2 separate regions of the Rattus norvegicus genome follow, and region 1 is linked to region 2. Evidence: chromatin contacts called from public Hi-C data. All regions are on one chromosome and are shown on one strand. Each heading gives the region's core, a stretch centred on a gene start, on an enhancer-like site or on the middle of the called end of the contact. The rest is flanking DNA. Distances are from core to core; before and after follow the strand shown. Region 1 has its middle 64 kb from the start of Cemip2. Region 2 has its middle 99 kb from the start of Gda.

Evidence for each region. A called contact is a pair of places that touch in the nucleus more often than the background predicts.
Region 1: a Hi-C map of the Rat2 cell line shows a contact between it and region 2, with 13 times the contacts expected there. The contact joins two enhancer-like sites. A contact is called at or near these places in 10 of 12 Hi-C or Micro-C datasets (the Rat2 cell line, Schwann cells, frontal cortex and 6 more).

Annotation. Positions count from the first base shown.
Region 1 is chr1:228,706,217-228,709,916 of GRCr8, reverse strand. No RefSeq gene overlaps it. Among named protein-coding and RNA genes, the nearest start is that of Cemip2, 64 kb to the left of the region's middle. Within about 2 kb of position 2,311, at least 16 of the 93 cell types and tissues checked have an H3K27ac peak or open chromatin away from gene starts, as enhancers often do.
Region 2 is chr1:228,308,273-228,312,228 of GRCr8, reverse strand. No RefSeq gene overlaps it. Among named protein-coding and RNA genes, the nearest start is that of Gda, 99 kb to the left of the region's middle. Within about 2 kb of position 2,133, at least 4 of the 93 cell types and tissues checked have an H3K27ac peak or open chromatin away from gene starts, as enhancers often do.

The DNA.
Region 1 (3,700 bases), core at 1,062-3,561, 400 kb before region 2:
AGACTAAGTCAGGAAACTCAATCTTCGCTCCTTCGAAGAGAGGCGGCCCAGCCTGTTTCCTTACCCTTAGCGTCTCTTGTCACTTTTAGCTAGTCTGAAGAAAACAATCATAAGTTTAGACAAGCCATATGTGTTTCATTCATTCCAATGACACAAAACATCTTTTTTAGAAATTAAAACTGGATGTGCACCAGTGTCTGGCAGGTCAAGAAAGCAGAGGGAACACAAAAAGACAGGTACTGTGTGGTCTCACACATGAGGAATCTAAGGCAGTTGAGCTCATGGAGGCTGCCAGTGGAGTAAATAGTGGGTACCAAAGATGAAGCAGGGAAGGATAAGGGATCTAGATATGCGTCATCATGCGCAGTGTAGAAAAAAGGTTTGGTGTGTACTTGTAGTGGGATGACTATGGTTGACATATATACATATATTTCAAAGTAACAAGATCCATGGGTGGTGGTGCATGTGTTTAATCCTAAACTCCAGAAGCAGAGTCAGGTAGAGCACCATGAGTTTGAGGCTAGCCTGATTTATACAGTGAGGTCCAGGCTAGTCAGAGCTACTTAGAAGGACCCTGTTTTACTGGGTGGTTGTGGCCCATGCCTTTAATCCCAGCATTTAGGAGGCAGAGGCAGATAGATCTTTGATTTTGAGGCCAGCCTGGTCTATGGTTTGAGTCCCAGGACTGTCAGGGATACACAGACAAACCTTATCAAAACAAAAACAAAAACAAACCAAGAAAACAAAAACAAACAAAAAACCCCGTGTAAAAGAATAAGAAAACCTAATTACAAAGATTTTGACAGTCATTGGCATGAAGAAATGAAAAATAGGGGCCAGCAGTTACGAACACTGACTGCTTTTCCCAAGGTCCTGAGTTCAATTCCCAGTAACCACATGTTGGCTCACCACCATCTGTAATGGGGTCTGATGCCCCCTCTTCTGGTGTGTCTGAAGAAAGATACAGGGTACTCACATACATAAAATAAATAAATAATTCTTTAGAAGAAAGAAAGTAAACCTATTTACAGCAACATATATGCTAATTACCCTGATTGTATCATTTCTATATGAATGTATGTATCAAGTTAAAATGCATTAATAAGTATCATTATTTGTATCAATAAAAAAATAGGACTTGGTAGTGTAGGTTTATGAGAGTAGGAGCTACAGACTAAGTTCAAGAGGCAGTGGATAATACAAGGAAATGCTGTTGCAAAATAAAAGTAAAAAGAGGGCCAAATCCACAGAGGCAGAGTGCTTGCACAAAGTCCTGAGTCAAATTCCCATTTCCACAAAAAAATAATAAGTAAAACTAAAAAAAAAATTAAGTAAAAATAATAACGATGATAAGGAGAAATGGAACTAAGGAGAGAGCGAGGGAGCTGATGTTTTTCTGGTTGATTTAGGTGCCTAGGGATCCATGCAGTCCTCCCAATAGCCTGGTTAGTCATATATTATGATCCCCATCTCAGGTGAAGCCACTGCAGGTCAGACAGCAGCTTGCCTGCCAGGAAATGACAGAGTTGGAATTTGAACCCAGGCCCGTGTGTTGCCAAACTACTTCCTATAAATAAAGCTTGCTCCAACTCATGCTAGCCATGACATTTCTCTGATAGAGAACCTCTTCATATCAAAAGCAAAAAAGACAAACCATTACTACTAGTGTTCCTACAACAATAGCCATGTGTTGGGAGACAAAAAAATCCTGTATGAAATTCACTAAAATGCGTCGGGCATCTAGAGTTATCAAAGTACTCAAGTTGAGCCCCAGACTACCCAGAAATAGTGGGAGGTATAAGGCTTTAATCCTACCTGGCTACCTTATCTTCTGTGTTTTAGACAAGCTCTCACAACCTCTGTCAGGCTGGCCTTCAGCTTTCCTTCCTCCAACCTCCTCCTCCAAGGTCAGGGCTTATTCTTAGGAGCAAGGACCCCTGCTGTTAACATGGCTGTGGTGTACTGTCAATTCTGACCCATATATTGTCAGAAACGAGACTGACTCTTCACAGACAGAAGAATCGTCCACGTTTTATTTGCATAAAGGTTGGCCTCTAAATTCAGCTCTTTACGGTGGATCAGCCCCTCTTCCCTGGCCTTTCCGGGAGTAGAGATTCTGTGCTCTCTTCACTGGCTTTTCCTCAAAGTGTTTTTCCAGTTCACTTACAGTTGAGAACAGATGTAGATGCTGGCCTGCTCCCAAAACCCTGCAGCTAACTCCTGATTCCACCGTTCCCCACAGACTGAGCAGGGGCCGAAGTAGAAAATGACTTCAACCCGTGAATCCATCTGTATCGCTCACTGCCAATCCAGTTCCAGCCTGAAGAAGCCAATCTTATTCTCAGTCTTCCCCCCCTTCAGTTCGTGCTGAGCTTGTACAGAGCGCACCACATTTCGGTGATTTAAGGCTCTTTTCTCCCTTCTCTGGCCCAACACCATCATTTGTCAGTTCTCCAGACTCTAACGGCAGAAGGAACAAAGTTTTTGGAAAACCGAAGACACACAATAGATCAAGATTATCTGGCCTTGGCTACCATGCAAATGACCATGAGCTCAGACAGAAAATAAAGTGGGTCTTTTTAAAAGTCAGTGCTTCCGGCCGGAGAAATGGCTTGGCCATTAAGATTGCATCCTCTTGCAGAGCACCCAAGTTCAGCTCCCCGTACCCATGTCAGGCAGCCCATAGCTGCCTGTGACTCCAATTCCAGAGGATCCTACACCCCTGCTGACCTCCTCAGACACTTCCACTCATGGGCACATGCATATGGGAACTTAAAATTAAAAAATAAATCCTAAAGAAGAAAAAGAAAGGAAAGAAAGTAACCCAGTGTCATTTAAAGCACAAAGTTATAACACCGGGAAGAGTTGGTGGGCAGAGGAGGGATACAGTGTAACTTTGAGTCACTCTTCTGTGCTAATGTCAGCTGTGTCATTTCCGCATCACCAACAAATACAGGAAACTTGTCCTGTGTTGATAAAAAGCAGATGAGAGGACAGCCATGGCTAACACAGTCCTTTATTCCAGTAAAGCCACAACAGAAAACTGCAGCTGCAGTAGAGACATGGAGAGACCAGATAGCATTTTCATAGCCCAGAGTTCTAGGAACAGCTTCTGACGCTCACAGTCCTCTAGCCGGTAGAGCCGAACATCTTGCCTGCCTATTAAATGGATACATCTGGTGCTTTGGGCAAATCTGAGGGCTCAGGAAACTACCCATAGTCTTTTCTACTTGTTCCAGTAAACTGAGGCAATGGCATTCCCTCAAACAACCATACTGATCTCATTCTCTTACTTACCTCACTAAATGTTTGATCTCCAGTCATGAATCAAGCACGGTATGAGGCATGGGGAACAACGCTGAACTAGAAAGACCAAGAAGCATGGGACCAGCCAATTTTCACTCTCTGTGGACAGGTTTTAAACACCTTCATCAGCCTAGGCATCATTTGGAGCTTGCCAGTGATATTTCAAAGTGACTATGCCTTTCTGCTGATAAAATTGCTTTTTCCTCTCCAAGGATTTTTTTTTTAAGTTACAAAATTTACAGTCCAGAATGATAGGAAAGCAATAGAAACCTGGAGAGTTGAAAAGAGTCATTTACTGTTCCCCTAAAGTGTGGGCAGACTGGCTTTAAGACTCCAATAGGGCATTCTCTCCAAGGAGCTCAGAACGCTAATCTCTCAGACATGTAAATTTTAG
Region 2 (3,956 bases), core at 884-3,383:
GAAGCAGCAGCAGCGAAGATGGGGACTAAAATGTCTGTATTATATATGAAAGAGCCTCTTGGGGAGGCAAAGCCAGCCCCTGGGCTGGGAAGTTCAGGGTAGAGGGTGTTGGTTGCTAAGTAGGGATTGAGGGATGCTGGGTGAACCTGGAGGCCAGGTCCACTTTGGTATATTAAATATGCACCTCTGCTGTTTGAATCTCAAACCCAACACAATATACCACAGTAATCAAGCACTTCATATAGTCCCTGAGAAAACACACACACGCACGCACGCACGCACACACACACACACACACCCCACATGCGCACACACACACACACGCACGTGCACGTGCACACTCGCGCAAACACCCCACACGCGCGCGCACGCGCACACACACACACGCACACATGCGCGCATCCCCCCCTTATCACATTTGCATAAAATAGCTGTCTTGTTTGTTACTACTGAGAGAGCAAGGGGAATAAACTGAGGAGAATGCAAATGACAGTTTTCAAAAACTAAAGGTACATCCTCTGACGTTTAGCTCTGGGGAATCTATTCTATACACAAACACAAAAATATCTTCGTAATTGCGTGTCATTGTATTGTAACAGTCTGCAAAGCCCACGCAACTTTGCAGCCCCGTGGAGCTGCTTGCAACATATTGAGCAGTTACCTCTGCAGGAATTGGGAATTCAATGTACGTTTCACAGCTTTCTCTTTTGCATTCGTAGTATCTAAACTTTGTAATGATCTTATGTATTGCTTCTTGAAAGATATGCATATATTTAAATGAAAAGTAAAACCAGGACAGGAGCAACAGCAATGGCCAGCACCGTGCATGCTGCTTCTATAATCCAGAAGTTTGTTGACTTGACTCACGTAATGGTCTCAAAGTTATAAGGGAAAGGAAGATCAACTTCTCAGACAACAGAAGTTAAGCAACTGGGTTGGATCCTAGACCAAACCAAATAAGGGGCCTTAATAGGGCAGTTAGCAAGAGTTGGTTCTAAGTTTGCACGTTAGCCCAGAGGCCTGCAAATTGTCTCTGTAAAGAGCTGGAGAGTTCGTGCTTTGGGTTCTGTAGATAAAGTGGGAGAACCTCAGCGGGTTCTGGGCCAGCCACTCAGCTCCGTGACGTCAGCACAAAAGCAGATGAAGATAGTGGACATGTGTAGTCTGAAAAAAGGTAATTCCACTATTTACAGAAAATAGATATGGAGGTAGAGTTAAAATATTTCTATTAGCAATTTTCTTGTGCCAAATGATTGGCCAGCTTCTACTTACACATCTGCACTGATGGGAAATTCGTTATATCTAACTCATTTCCTATAGAGCCACATAAATTATTAGAAGAGAATTTGCTAGACACATTCAGTCTAGCAAAATTATTATTTGAAAGTGAAAGGAACTGATGTTTCCTTCAAGATGTAAACTTGGCATTTTCCGGCAGCAATCCCTGGAGGTGAATGAAGATAATGTTTAACCAGTGTGCCACCTAGTGGCCAAGGCATGAATAGATGCACATGAAAGGAAGTTTTCAATAACTCCCGAGAGCCAAAAGGGTGGGGAGGGAGGGGGAAGGGGCGTTCCTCATGTCCTTTTTAATCTCTATAAAAATGTTGCTGCTAGGTGGTTATTATTTTAAAATGGTGATGATTGTGAGTCAGGCAATATTGATTCCATTTTATAGGAAACAGATGGCTAAGCTTGACATTCATAGACAGGCCAACCTAGCTGGCCTCCCTGGGTGTGTGCCTGCTTTGTAGTTCCCTAACACACTAAATCTGGCCTTCACCTGGGGCTCACGTCAGCCATTAGCGTTCAGCAGGAGTGACGTGCTGATTCTTGGGGTAGGCCTTGGAGAAAGCCTGCAAACATCTGCTTTGGGGCTTTTGGAAAGTGTAAGCCATGATTTAAGAAGTCTGTACGGAAGAGGTTGTGTAGACAACCCAGATGAAAACGTACATAGAGGTAAATAAGTACCATATTTCATGGAGAGTAAGCCAAAGTGGTGAAGGAAGGGAGACAGGGTAGAGAAGGAGGGGAGGGTAGAGAGGTGGAGACTGGATGTGGGGGAGTACATCACTACACAACCCAGCCTTCCAGCCATCTTGAAGACACCACGCATGCAAACAATCTCTGAACTAGCCCAGTTGAGTGACTAAACTCAGTCCTCGGAGTGACATCACATTACTCACAGCTCAACTCCATTGGCCTACAGACTCATGGGAAGGTCGCCATTTACAAGACACTCTGTTTTGTGACAGTTCTCTCCCGTCTAATGGATAACTGAAATGAGGGGTCCATAAGCACAGCATGTTGTGGGAGTAGCGACTTCCCGCCTCTCAGCTTCAGATGCGCCCCTGTTCAATGTGACCAGAGCCTTCCTTTGGCAGCTAGTAACACTAACGTTTATCAGTAGAGGACTCCAGACAGATGCTTCAAGATGGAAGGTCCCTTGGGGTGCTTTCACTAGGCTCCCGAATTCCATCTAAAGTAGTGATTCTCAACCTTCCTATGCTGTGACATTATATTATATTATAATGTATATTCTTAATACAGTTCTTCCAGCTGCGCTGATCCCCAATCGCAAAATTATTTCATTGCTACGCCATAACTCTAATTTTGCCACTGCTATGAATCACAATGGAAATATCTGCTATGCAGGATGTCTGATATGAAACCCGTGGGGAAGGTTGAGAACCAATGCTCTAGACTCTGTCTATCACGAGGTGCACACGGTAAAGATTTCTCTACAGTGGTCTGTTGTGTGCTTTCTCTGCCTCTTCATTAAAGTGGGGGTCACATGGCCCAGGGTCTCAGACAATGTGAAGACACACACTTTCCTGGAATTTTGTTTCCCACACCCTTTTATTAGATCAACAGTTCTAGGGGGCTGCCAATACAGTGAGCCTGCCCCCCGATCCTTGTTCTACCCAGCAGCCTAGGGTGCCCTGGCCCAGGCTGTGTTCAGGGGATGCCTCTCTAGCTCCTGTTTTCAACAGCATCTTCAGTAGTACCACATTTCTTCTGGGTGGGCAGCCATCAGTCTTGTCTTACTCATGACTTAATGCTATGAATTCTACCTAGTCCTCATAACCACTTCCCTTTGTATTAGCTACTATTCTTATGGTTTGGAAAATTATATTCTGTTTGTCTAGTGACTAGGGACCAGATCTGACCCAAGGCAACCAAGCCAATTTCTCTCTGCAGTGAGCCCTAACCACCTTTTTCTGCAGGACCTTAGTGTCTCCCTCAATATCATCTGGAGGGTTTTAAGTATTACTTTCTATTTTTCCTTGCTCTTTTAACACACTGAGTGGCTGTGACATGAGCTAAAACTGATCCAAAATTACAGGACTTCTTTGCATTTTGACACTGACATCCTTTTTCTTTGTGTGTTTGGGGTTTTTTGTTTGTTTAAGATTTATTTTTATAGATGGAACTGGAAAATATCATCCTGAGTGAGGTAACCCAATCACAGAAAAACACACGTGGTGTGCACTCATTGATTAGTGGCTATTAGCCCAAATGCTTGAATTACCTTAGATGCATAGAACACATGAAAAACTCAAGGATGATCAAAATGCTTCACTCCTTCTTTAAAAGGGGGACAAGAATACCCTTGGCAGGGAATAGGGAGGCAAAGTTTAGAACAGAGGCAGAAGGAACACCCATTCAGAGCCTGCCCCACATGTGACCCATACATATACAGCCACCAAACTAGATAAGATGGATGAAGCAAAGAAGTGCAGGCCGACAGGAGCCGGATGTAGATCTCTCCTGAGAGACACAGCCAGAATACAGCAAATACAGAGGCGAATGCCATGATTTAACCACTGAACTGAGAACGGGACCCCCATTGAAGGAATCAGAGAAAGGACTGAAAGAGCTTGAAGGGGCTTGAGACCCCATATGAACAACAATGCCAAGCAACCAGAGCTTCCAGGGACTAAGCCACTACCTAA